Regions from separate parts of the Cricetulus griseus genome. Here region 1 is linked to region 2. Evidence: chromatin contacts called from public Micro-C data. All regions are on one chromosome and are shown on one strand. Each heading gives the region's core, a stretch centred on a gene start, on an enhancer-like site or on the middle of the called end of the contact. The rest is flanking DNA. Distances are from core to core; before and after follow the strand shown.

Evidence for each region. A called contact is a pair of places that touch in the nucleus more often than the background predicts.
Region 1: a Micro-C map of the CHO-K1 cell line shows a contact between it and region 2, with 3 times the contacts expected there. The contact joins two enhancer-like sites. A contact is called at or near these places in 7 of 8 Hi-C or Micro-C datasets (the CHK-Q cell line, the CHL-YN cell line, the CHO-K1 cell line and 3 more).

Annotation. Positions count from the first base shown.
Region 1 is chr6:138,913,148-138,917,610 of CriGri-PICRH-1.0, forward strand. Sardh (sarcosine dehydrogenase, mitochondrial) reads right to left here. Exons shown (of 22, transcript XM_027423018.2): 9 at 3,799-3,928; 10 at 44-130. Among named protein-coding and RNA genes, the nearest start is that of Sardh, 16 kb to the right of the region's middle. Within about 2 kb of position 1,939, at least 1 of the 6 cell types and tissues checked has open chromatin away from gene starts, as enhancers often do. A contact at or near this core is called in the CHO-K1 cell line, where this site is marked.
Region 2 is chr6:138,723,449-138,728,044 of CriGri-PICRH-1.0, forward strand. No RefSeq gene overlaps it. Among named protein-coding and RNA genes, the nearest start is that of Slc2a6, 18 kb to the left of the region's middle. Within about 2 kb of position 2,258, at least 2 of the 6 cell types and tissues checked have open chromatin away from gene starts, as enhancers often do. A contact at or near this core is called in the CHO-K1 cell line, where this site is marked.

The DNA of each region.
Region 1 (4,463 bases), core at 689-3,188, 190 kb after region 2:
CTGTCTCCATACCACTAGGGCCTTCCCATCAGGTGCCCCTCACCTGCACTGTTGAAGCCACAGCCAAGGAAGAATCCACGGAGCTCAGGAGCCTCCCCCATCAGGGGCTTGTGGTCGGGTGTGAAGGATTCTGAAAAGAAGGGAGGCCTAAGACTCCTCCAGGCCCCAGGCCCTTGGGGTAGGGTGCCCTAGCACTGTAGGGATGGGAAAGTGGTCCTTGGATACTCTCCTCTGTTGAAACCTTCCATCCTTATAACCCAAGGTAATACTGTTTCCTCCAGGGAGCCTCCCTGGTTGCCTCTGTCCCTGTTCCCCTAAGCATTTGACCTATGACCTATCAGCTCTACCCCAAGGGCCCAGATTCATCTCAGGAACATTGTCATTGTCCCACCAACAAGGGATCTTCCTCTGACCCAGCATAGTGCTGCAGCTCCCCTCACTGAACCATCTTTCTGTGTTACTGCCTGCTGGATATGGAGGGCAAGAACCAGCCTTGCTAAAGGCCATGTACTTTGGCTTAGCAAAGGCTAGCCAGGTCTGGCATGGTGTGAACTATCACTGCCCAGTGTTTATCACAGGAGAGGAAGCTGTCTGGCTGGGCTCTGCTGTGCTCCAGTCACTCAGCAAAGCAGCCCGGATCTATCCAATCCCAGACTCTTAGCTTAGGCAGGTAGGGAAGTAGCATGCCCATCCTCTCCCCCAGAGGGTGTTTAGAGCCCAACCTGCTGATGGACACTGTCTGAGCTGAGGAGCAGCCAGCCATGGAGCAAGAGGAAGCTTTCAAACAGTAAGAAGTTGCTGGCACATCAGAGGGCAGTGGCAGGAGATACAAGGCCAAGCAACTGAGTACTTGTCCCTCAGATGGACTCCATAGGAAGGCTCATCCCTGGATATCAGTGCCAAAAATGTAAGGCAAAGGCCAGATTTGTAGTGGACCAAAAGAAATGGTCCTGGAATAGCCTGTGAGAAGCTGAAACGGGCTCTCCTGATCTGCCACACCATACACGCTGACCAAATGTGAGCTCAGCATTTCTTTCACGGTTCCACATCAACCCTGTGTGTGTTCTGGAAGGACTTGGCACTTGAGTGAGCATGCTGAGAGTGGGCTCAAGGTCAAGGCAGACTTGATGAGCCAACTGCGTATGGCGCAGATCATGGAGATGCCACACTGAAAAACCAATGGGGAAGGAGAAGAATTTGGTCTGCAAGGCCAACAGCCTTTCACCCTCCTAGGAGAAGGCCTCACAAAGGGGAGGAAGGCCTGCGATGGAGCACTGATGACTCTCTAGGGTCCCATGTCAGGCTGGACTGTATGACTGAGGGTGGGGGCAGTCATCTGGGTAGGACCAGAGTGGCTGGAGAGAATGATGAAAGTCATGTCCAGGTCTAAAAAGATAAGAGAGGGATCCCAAGCAGATTTGTCAGAGCTGGGGATGGAACTTTGGTCAGGAGGGCAGGTGTGGAGTACAGAGTCCCTTAGAGTTTAACATAGGCAAGATTGATAAAGTTAAGAACGGTGGAGCCCCCAGCATCGTGGGTGGAAGGACTTAAATTTGCTCCCCCCACCCCACACCTTGGCTCTGAATTCTCAGCCTAGGTCTATCTATTTGCCCAAGGTCTCTGTCTGGCGCTGGGACATCTCTGAATTCTGGAGCCCAAACCTCTGAGCTGTCTGGCAAGGAGAAAACCTACCTACCCCCGACCCCCATACCCAAACACACCCTCACTGCTAGGAGAACAGACCCAAGCTGTCTTCCCAAGCATTCTTCCCCCAAAATAGGGCCCTATGGAGGAGTGACAGCTTCCAGGTTAATTAGAAAAAGAGAGTCTCTGGGGACATTCATGCCCCTGGGATTCTTCCTGTGTTTCTCACCATCGGTCCCACTCTGGCTGAGCAGGGACGTGAGTCACAGCCCTCGCCCACGTCCCAGATCAGGCATGCTCTCAGCCTGCTCATAGAGGCTAGCAGCTGACTCCATCTGGCCTCCCTGAGACTACACCCGGTGCCACAGTCTTCTTCATCAGTCACACATATGAACACAGACTGAGCCGGCTGCTCTGTAGTCACCAAGCATGCCCTGACAGTCGGGGCTACACTCCCCAGAGGGCCATAGCACCTTCCATTTGGGACCCTTCATCTCTCCTGAGATAACCTGGCCACTTTGCCCCATGGAAGATCCTTGGCTTCCTGGCTTTCTGCTATCCCCTTTCATCCATAAGGCTTTACTACCAGTGCCTGGCTTGGCCCCAGCCTGTGACTTCTCAACTGCATGCCACCTCTGCTGACTGGTATTCTGTCCCTACCTCCCAGGTCACACACTGTGGTGCTCAGGGGCTCCCAGTCATGGACTGCTCAGCCTATGGAGCTGCAGACAGTTTCCTTTTGGGCTACCCTACGTCTTTCTGAGCTTGAGTCTCAAAGCACCTGAGCTAGAAGCAAAGTTTACCCTGTAAAAGCAGGAAACACATCCCTAAGATTCCGCTAAGAATGTCTACCCTGCCATGTGTAGTCAACATCACAGCCCAGCACTGACTGACTCTGTAATAACTGATACTGATCTTCAGGATCTAGAATTACCTAGAAGGTTAGCCTCTCAATTGTGAGGAATCATCTAGATTAGGTTAGCCTCAAGGCATGCTGGTGATAGATTTTCTAGATTAGGCTAATTGAGGTGCTAAAAGTGGGCGGCCCCATCCCTGGGCTTGGGTCCTAGACTGAGCACCTGCATCTGTCTCTCTGCTTCCTGCCTGTGGATTCAGTGTGACCATCTGACTCAAGCTCCCCATCCAGCACTTCTCTGCCATGATGTACTGTACCCTTGAACTGTGAGCCAAAACAAGCCCTTTCTCTTGTCGTGACATTTTGCCACCATAATGGGAAAAGTAACTAAGACAGGCTCCTTCCTCTAGGCAGCCCAGCCTGTGTCTCCCATGCCAGGCTGGGAAACCTTGCCCAAGAATGAGGGCACAGGCCCTAGGTGTGTGGGGCTGCTGGACTATTCCACACTTATCTCCAAGGTGCAGCTGCCTGAATCTCACACTATCAGAGCCAGTCAGAATGTTGACTACACATGGCAGGGTAGACATTCTTAATGGAATCTTAGGGATGTGTTTCCTGCTTTTACAGGGTAAACTTTGCTTCTAGTCAGAATAGACCTACTTTCCAGCATGGCCTCTTTTCTCGGATCCTCCTCGGGCAGCCCTGCACCCTCACTCTGAGATGGAGCCTGGAGTACCCTGTGAACAGTGGATACTCTGTAGATAACCTACAGGGAGAGACTCTGGGAGCTAAACTCACTCTTAGCCTCCTGGAGAACAGCGAGGAGGCAGGGGCTTGGGCCCTGGCCAGGAATTTCTCCATGCACAGCTGATCTCTAACCCTACAGAGTTCTGGATACCCAAAAACAAGGAGTGAAGCCAGTGGTTGGAGACCCTGGCCAGGGAAGTGAGACTTGGGGTGTAAAGCTGGGGGCTCCACTAGGTAATCACTGTGCTAGAGTCACAGTTCACCTTCCTGTCCTCACTCTGCCTCACATGGTGCTGGGACAGGATCCTACATTTCCATTTTACAGATGAAAACCCCATGTTCTGGGGACAAATGGGGTCTAGAGTCTCAGTTTTGGGGTTAGAAGCCCAAGGATACATTGCTGCCCTTGCTAGCCTTTTTTTTTTTCCTAGAGAGGAAATAAAAGCACCTAGCTAAGCCCAGGTAATGTGAGACAGGTCACCCTCAAGAAGGCACTGTCACCCAGATGGACCCAAGGATGCCTCTGCTCCAGCTTCAGCATCCCCACTCACCAGGGCCACAGACAGTGGACTTGATCCCCGTCTTCTCCAGCACAGGGACACGGTTAATGGCACCTTCAATGTGCTGGGTGAACACATCCCAGTCCAGGTCAAAGAGGCCAAAGGCAAATTTGTCTGACACCTGCAAGGGCATCATGGGAAAACTGTCAACCCGCCATGGGAAAAGCACCAATCCCTTCCAGGCCCACCTCTGACAGAGCAACAGCCTCTAGCCAGGTAGGGCACATGACTGACTTCTACCAGGTCAGATGAGACAAAAGGTCAAGACTCCCCTGTGGGCTCACAATACACCCACTCCCCTCCCTTCCTCTTCCCACCCCCACCTAGCTTTCCTGGACTGTTTCTGTGGTCTCCTGTTGGGTGCCAGCCTCTAGCCTCTAACTTGTTCTCTTAAACCATACAGTGCCTGCCCTTCTCTGGAGCCTCCCATGGCTCCCAGTTACCTACCACAACCACTTAAAACCCTCTATGAGCCTGCCCTCCCAACCATTCCCTGTGCTTGGCCTTCTGACCTCCCTTCTGCTTTTAAGAAGGGAGAGCTGAGCCAATCATGGTGGTGCACACCTTGAATTCCAGCACTCAAGAGGCAGAGACAAGGGGATCTCTGGGGGTTCAAGTCCAGCCTGTCTACATAGCAATTCCAAAACAGCCAAAGT
Region 2 (4,596 bases), core at 1,008-3,507:
TGTCCTGCCCAGCCAGTGTCAGGGTCAGGCCAAGACCCCTCTGGCTCCTTGTTCAGACTGAGGCCAGATGGAGCCTCTGGGGCCACAGGTGGCCTGGGATACATCCTTTGAGTTATTTTTGGCTGGAGCTGGCCAGTGGACTCCTAGCCAAAAGCAATTACTAAATTTTCATCTTGTTTTGCCGACAGTTTAAGATTATGCCAAAAAATGTTCTGCCTGGAGGCCCAAGGGCACTTCAGGGGAGCAGAGGTGGGCGTGCTAGCTCCCCTGGAAGGGACCTCGTGTGGTTGATGAGATGGAGATGTCCAGGGCAACTGAGGTCTGTTTATAACTGTGATGTGAGCAGTCTGCCTAATCTGCCCCCACACTCTTCCTCTCCTTTATCCTGTACCAGCCAGCAGGGGGCATTGCCTCCCACCTACTGCAGAGGAACCTGTGGTGCCCAGGGTTTAGCCACACTCCTGGAAGCTGGTGCCAGGCTCTGCTCTAGGAGCTATGAGTAGTATTGACCCTGTTGAGGGAAAACTAAGTGGGTCTGGGAAACTCCAGAATTCAGATAGAATGTGCCCCCCCACTCTGACTTCTTCCTTACCCAGGACCCAGGCAGGTTCTGCCCTCACAACTTCCCCCTTACCAGCAAGCTGAGATGGCAGACAGACACATCCTTCTAAGTGTCTACCGTGCTGGATCCCACTGCCTATTACACTTTTTGAAAGCTGCTGAGGATGGATGTGGGGGTGAATTCCATGGTCTAAAAGCACATCCAAGCTGGCTAGTGTTGGGAGGGAGGCTGCCCTAGGGGATCCTACTGTTCCACAGGGACCCATTAGTGAACATCCTTAACCCCTGGAACCCAGGCTCTGGGAGGCTGGGAACTGATCTGTGAGCTGACACAGTGGGGTAGCCGTAACCCTGAAGTTGGCACTGGGACATAGTGCTTAGCATCACTGGCCCCCACCAGGCTGATCCAGGTCCTGGATAGCCTAGGTTGCAGTACACACACTGCTGAGCATTCCTTGCATATGGCCTCACGGGCGCACTCCACGCTGGTGCCCCCTTTCCACCCGATCTCCTTGCCCCCTTTTGTCTCCTCTGTCCAGTCACAGACCTCACTGTGAGCAGTGTCAGGGGATTAGAAAGCTGGGAATCCTGCCTCCACAGTGAAGGCCAGCCCAGCCTTGCATTTACCAGGCCAGCAGTCTGCATACACAGCTGCCTGGCATTCTCCCTTCGGCCACAGTCTTCCAGCCGTGTGGGTGGTGCCCACATACTTTCCCAGTATCAAAGATGTGCTGGCCACGCTAATACAGCCTGTCATGGAGCTTCCCCATGGAGTTGCTGTCTGGCTTTCTCTGTCTTCTTGAGTCCCCTTCATCTAGATATAGAGAGACAAAAATCACAGGCTACCGTGTACTGGCAAGGAAGAGCCTCGCCCATCAAGGAGGTCCTAGTGTGCTGGGGAGTTGTATGCATGGGGCCTATACCACATGTAACAGAAGGAACTGTGGCCAGCAGGGGGCGCCTCTATGTTGGGCCTGGAGCTCTGCTGCCGCCAGTTCACAGGGCCCACTGAGATGTGTTACTCCCTGGGCTGAGCAGCATTGCTGTGCACCCAGGCGGGAGGGTCCAGTCTCTTCTGCACCTCTCTCTTGCTTCTTTCTTCTCTCTCTAGGTAACACTATGGCAAGGAAGAGCCTTGCCCATCAAGGCTCTCCGTACTGCCCCTTCCAGTCCAGGCTCTTGTCCCTCCTGTTTAGAAGTCTAAACAACATATCTACATTTAACCCTCCAGTCCCTAGGGGCTGGGCCACAGAATGGCTACATGGTGTGGCCTGCAGCTCAGTGGCACTCCAGCTTGAAAATCCATCCCAGCTGTACTTGGAATGTGGGGCTATGTAAAGGACACCCTATCTTCTGGATCTAGATGTAGAAAGCCCCACACACTTGTCTAGGTAACTGATACTCCAGAACTTGTAGGTTCTCAGATGCAGGCTAGCCCCATACCAAGTAGCCTTTTAGAAATGCAGGAGGCACTCTTTTGGGTAGCTAGGGTCCCCAACTCCAAGACCCAGTGCTCCATCTAGTCTGTATGAAGCACCACATGCTTCAGCTTGCTCAAACTGCAGCTCAGGACTGGCATCTGCAGACGCTCTCCGCCCGCCCCCCCCCCATTCCATCCGCAAAGCTGGCTGGCCTGGTGCAGACTTGATGACCTGGAACCAGTTCCTGGCCTCTGGGAAGCCCAGCTGCAGCTGACTTGGCCTTCCCCCCAGCGGGAGCTGAAACCCTTGACTCCTCCAGTCACTGGCCCTGGCCACGCAGCAGCCAAGCCTCTGGGAAGGATTCCTGGGGGGTGGTGGCAGCTGGCTGGCCACTGTACAGGGCACGCATCCCTGCAAGACAGGCCCCCTCCTGGGAACTCCTGTCTGCCCGTCTTGCTCTGGATGACCGGGTGGTCTGGGAGGGGACAGATGTGAAACAAGCGCTCATGGGAGATCACACTGCAGGGACACAGGGTGTTTTAGGGACCACGCTGGAACAGGACTCGGTGTGCACCAGGAAGCCTGTGGTGATCAGAGCAAAGGGCATGAGGCAGTCAGGGCTAAGGTCATTTTTCACTCATCTTGGGCACAACAACCAACTTCCTTGACTTTTAGAAGCCTCCGCTGTGGAATTGGGGTGGCAGTTCAACCCACCAGGATGGGTCATCTCAGAAGTTAGATGGTCCATTTCCTGCGGCGGATTGGGAACAGCAGTGACCAAAGAGACACACATCAGGGACAGCAGGCTGCTATAATGGTCTTTTGTTTATCGGTGTGCCTGTAGTGTTCTGCCACATGTGGGTGACTGAGCAAGTTTCTGAACTCACCCTGAATCATCACTGACTGTATTGCCTGTGAGCTGAAAGGGGGTAGACCTTGAGACCGGAATGACAGAGTAGGGGAAGCTGCCTGTCCTGTTTACTTTCTGTGGATTTGAAACAAAGCTAGAGATACCCGGGAAGGAGGACCTCAACTGAAGAGTTGCCCCCAGTAGATTGGCCTGTGGGCATGTCTGTGGGACATTTTCTTGATATCTAACATGCAGGAGGGCCCAGTCCAGTGTGGGCCTGGGCTGTTTAAGAAAGGTCACTGAGAGAGCCATGGGAAACAAGCCAGTAACAGTATTCTTCTGTGGTCTCTGCTTCAGTTCCCACCTCCAGGTTCCGGCCTTGGCTTCCTTTGATGATGGGCTGTAACCTGTAAGCCAAACAAACCTTTTTCTGCCCCAAGTTGCTTTTGGTCATAGTGTTTGACCCAGCAATAGGAACCAATGAGCATTCTGCCTCTAGGAGGGATCCAGGCTTGAGTGGGCCAGCAGAGAGCTGCAGAGAAGTTCTGGAGCAGGGATCAGAAGTGGAGAGTGCATGGGTGTTCTAGGTATCCTGGTGGCATGGGTGGGAGGGCAGCTTCCTCAAGGCCTGGTTCACAAGCAGAAGAAGGCTGGGCATTGTGGAACATGATTCGGGGACAGCTTGACCGCTTTCTTCAGTTCCCACAGCAAGACTTCTAGCTCCTTCCAAGCCCTCCCTAGCTATCCCCCAGCCACTCTGGGAGAATGCCAGCACCCTGACCCTGCCTCACAGTCAGCCCCAGTTTGGGAAGGCATCAGAGAAAAGCATGCACGTTCCTCTGGTTGAGATAGAACTGTCCTCCCACCACAGACTGGGGGACTGCTTTGTCAACCTGGGATAGGGCCAGGCAAGCCCGAGGACACGCCGTCCCTTGGCCTGGCTTACTGGAGAGGGGCCCATGAAGGGAATGGTGTCTGACCCTGTGTTCCAGGCAGCGCTGGAGCAGTGTACTTGGATGCAGCTGTGCCCAGCTGTTCCCTGAATGACAGTGGGAGAAGTCAATGTCTTCCTCAGCATCTCTGCTGACCAAGGGGTCCCCCACCACAGGTGCCAGGCCCTCTAGGGGACCAATGACTCCTGAGTAATTGGACAGAGGCCAAGGCCTTTTGGCTTTCAGAGTTTGGGGAATGGCACTGGGGGCTCAGAAGTTGTGTTCATAGTTCTGGTGATGGCACCTTTCTCTCAGGCTTACAAAAGTCTGCCATTCCCTGTCTCCACCCTCTAAGGTTACAGCAGAGAAAAAGCACCGTGACCTTCATCCTCCATGCTCACAGAGGAGTCTTCTGGCCAAAGCTTTTCCCTAAGTCTCGCTTGCAGCATCTATCTTCGAAGGCAAGAGGTAAAGTCTCCGGCTGCTCTGCAGATCCCCTCAAGCAAGCCACCCATGGGCTTTGGGTTTCCATCTGGCTGTTTCCCAGGGATCTGGACTCGGTCTCTGGGGACTTAGCAGAGGGGAACCACCTTGAGACTGAGGCTGGGTAGCTAGTGGGTCCCCCTGAACACATAGTGTTCCAACAGCAACTTCTTCTCCAAGAAGCCTTCCATTCAACCCTGCGCCCACCCCCACAATCATGGAAGCAGAGAGAGGAGTGTTGCTGCCTCCTCCAGCTGTACCTCCAGGACCAGGAGTAAGGCTGGCTGAGGAAGAATGACTGAGACAATAGGCTCAACAATCATTCATTTGACACTGGTAGATGGTAATA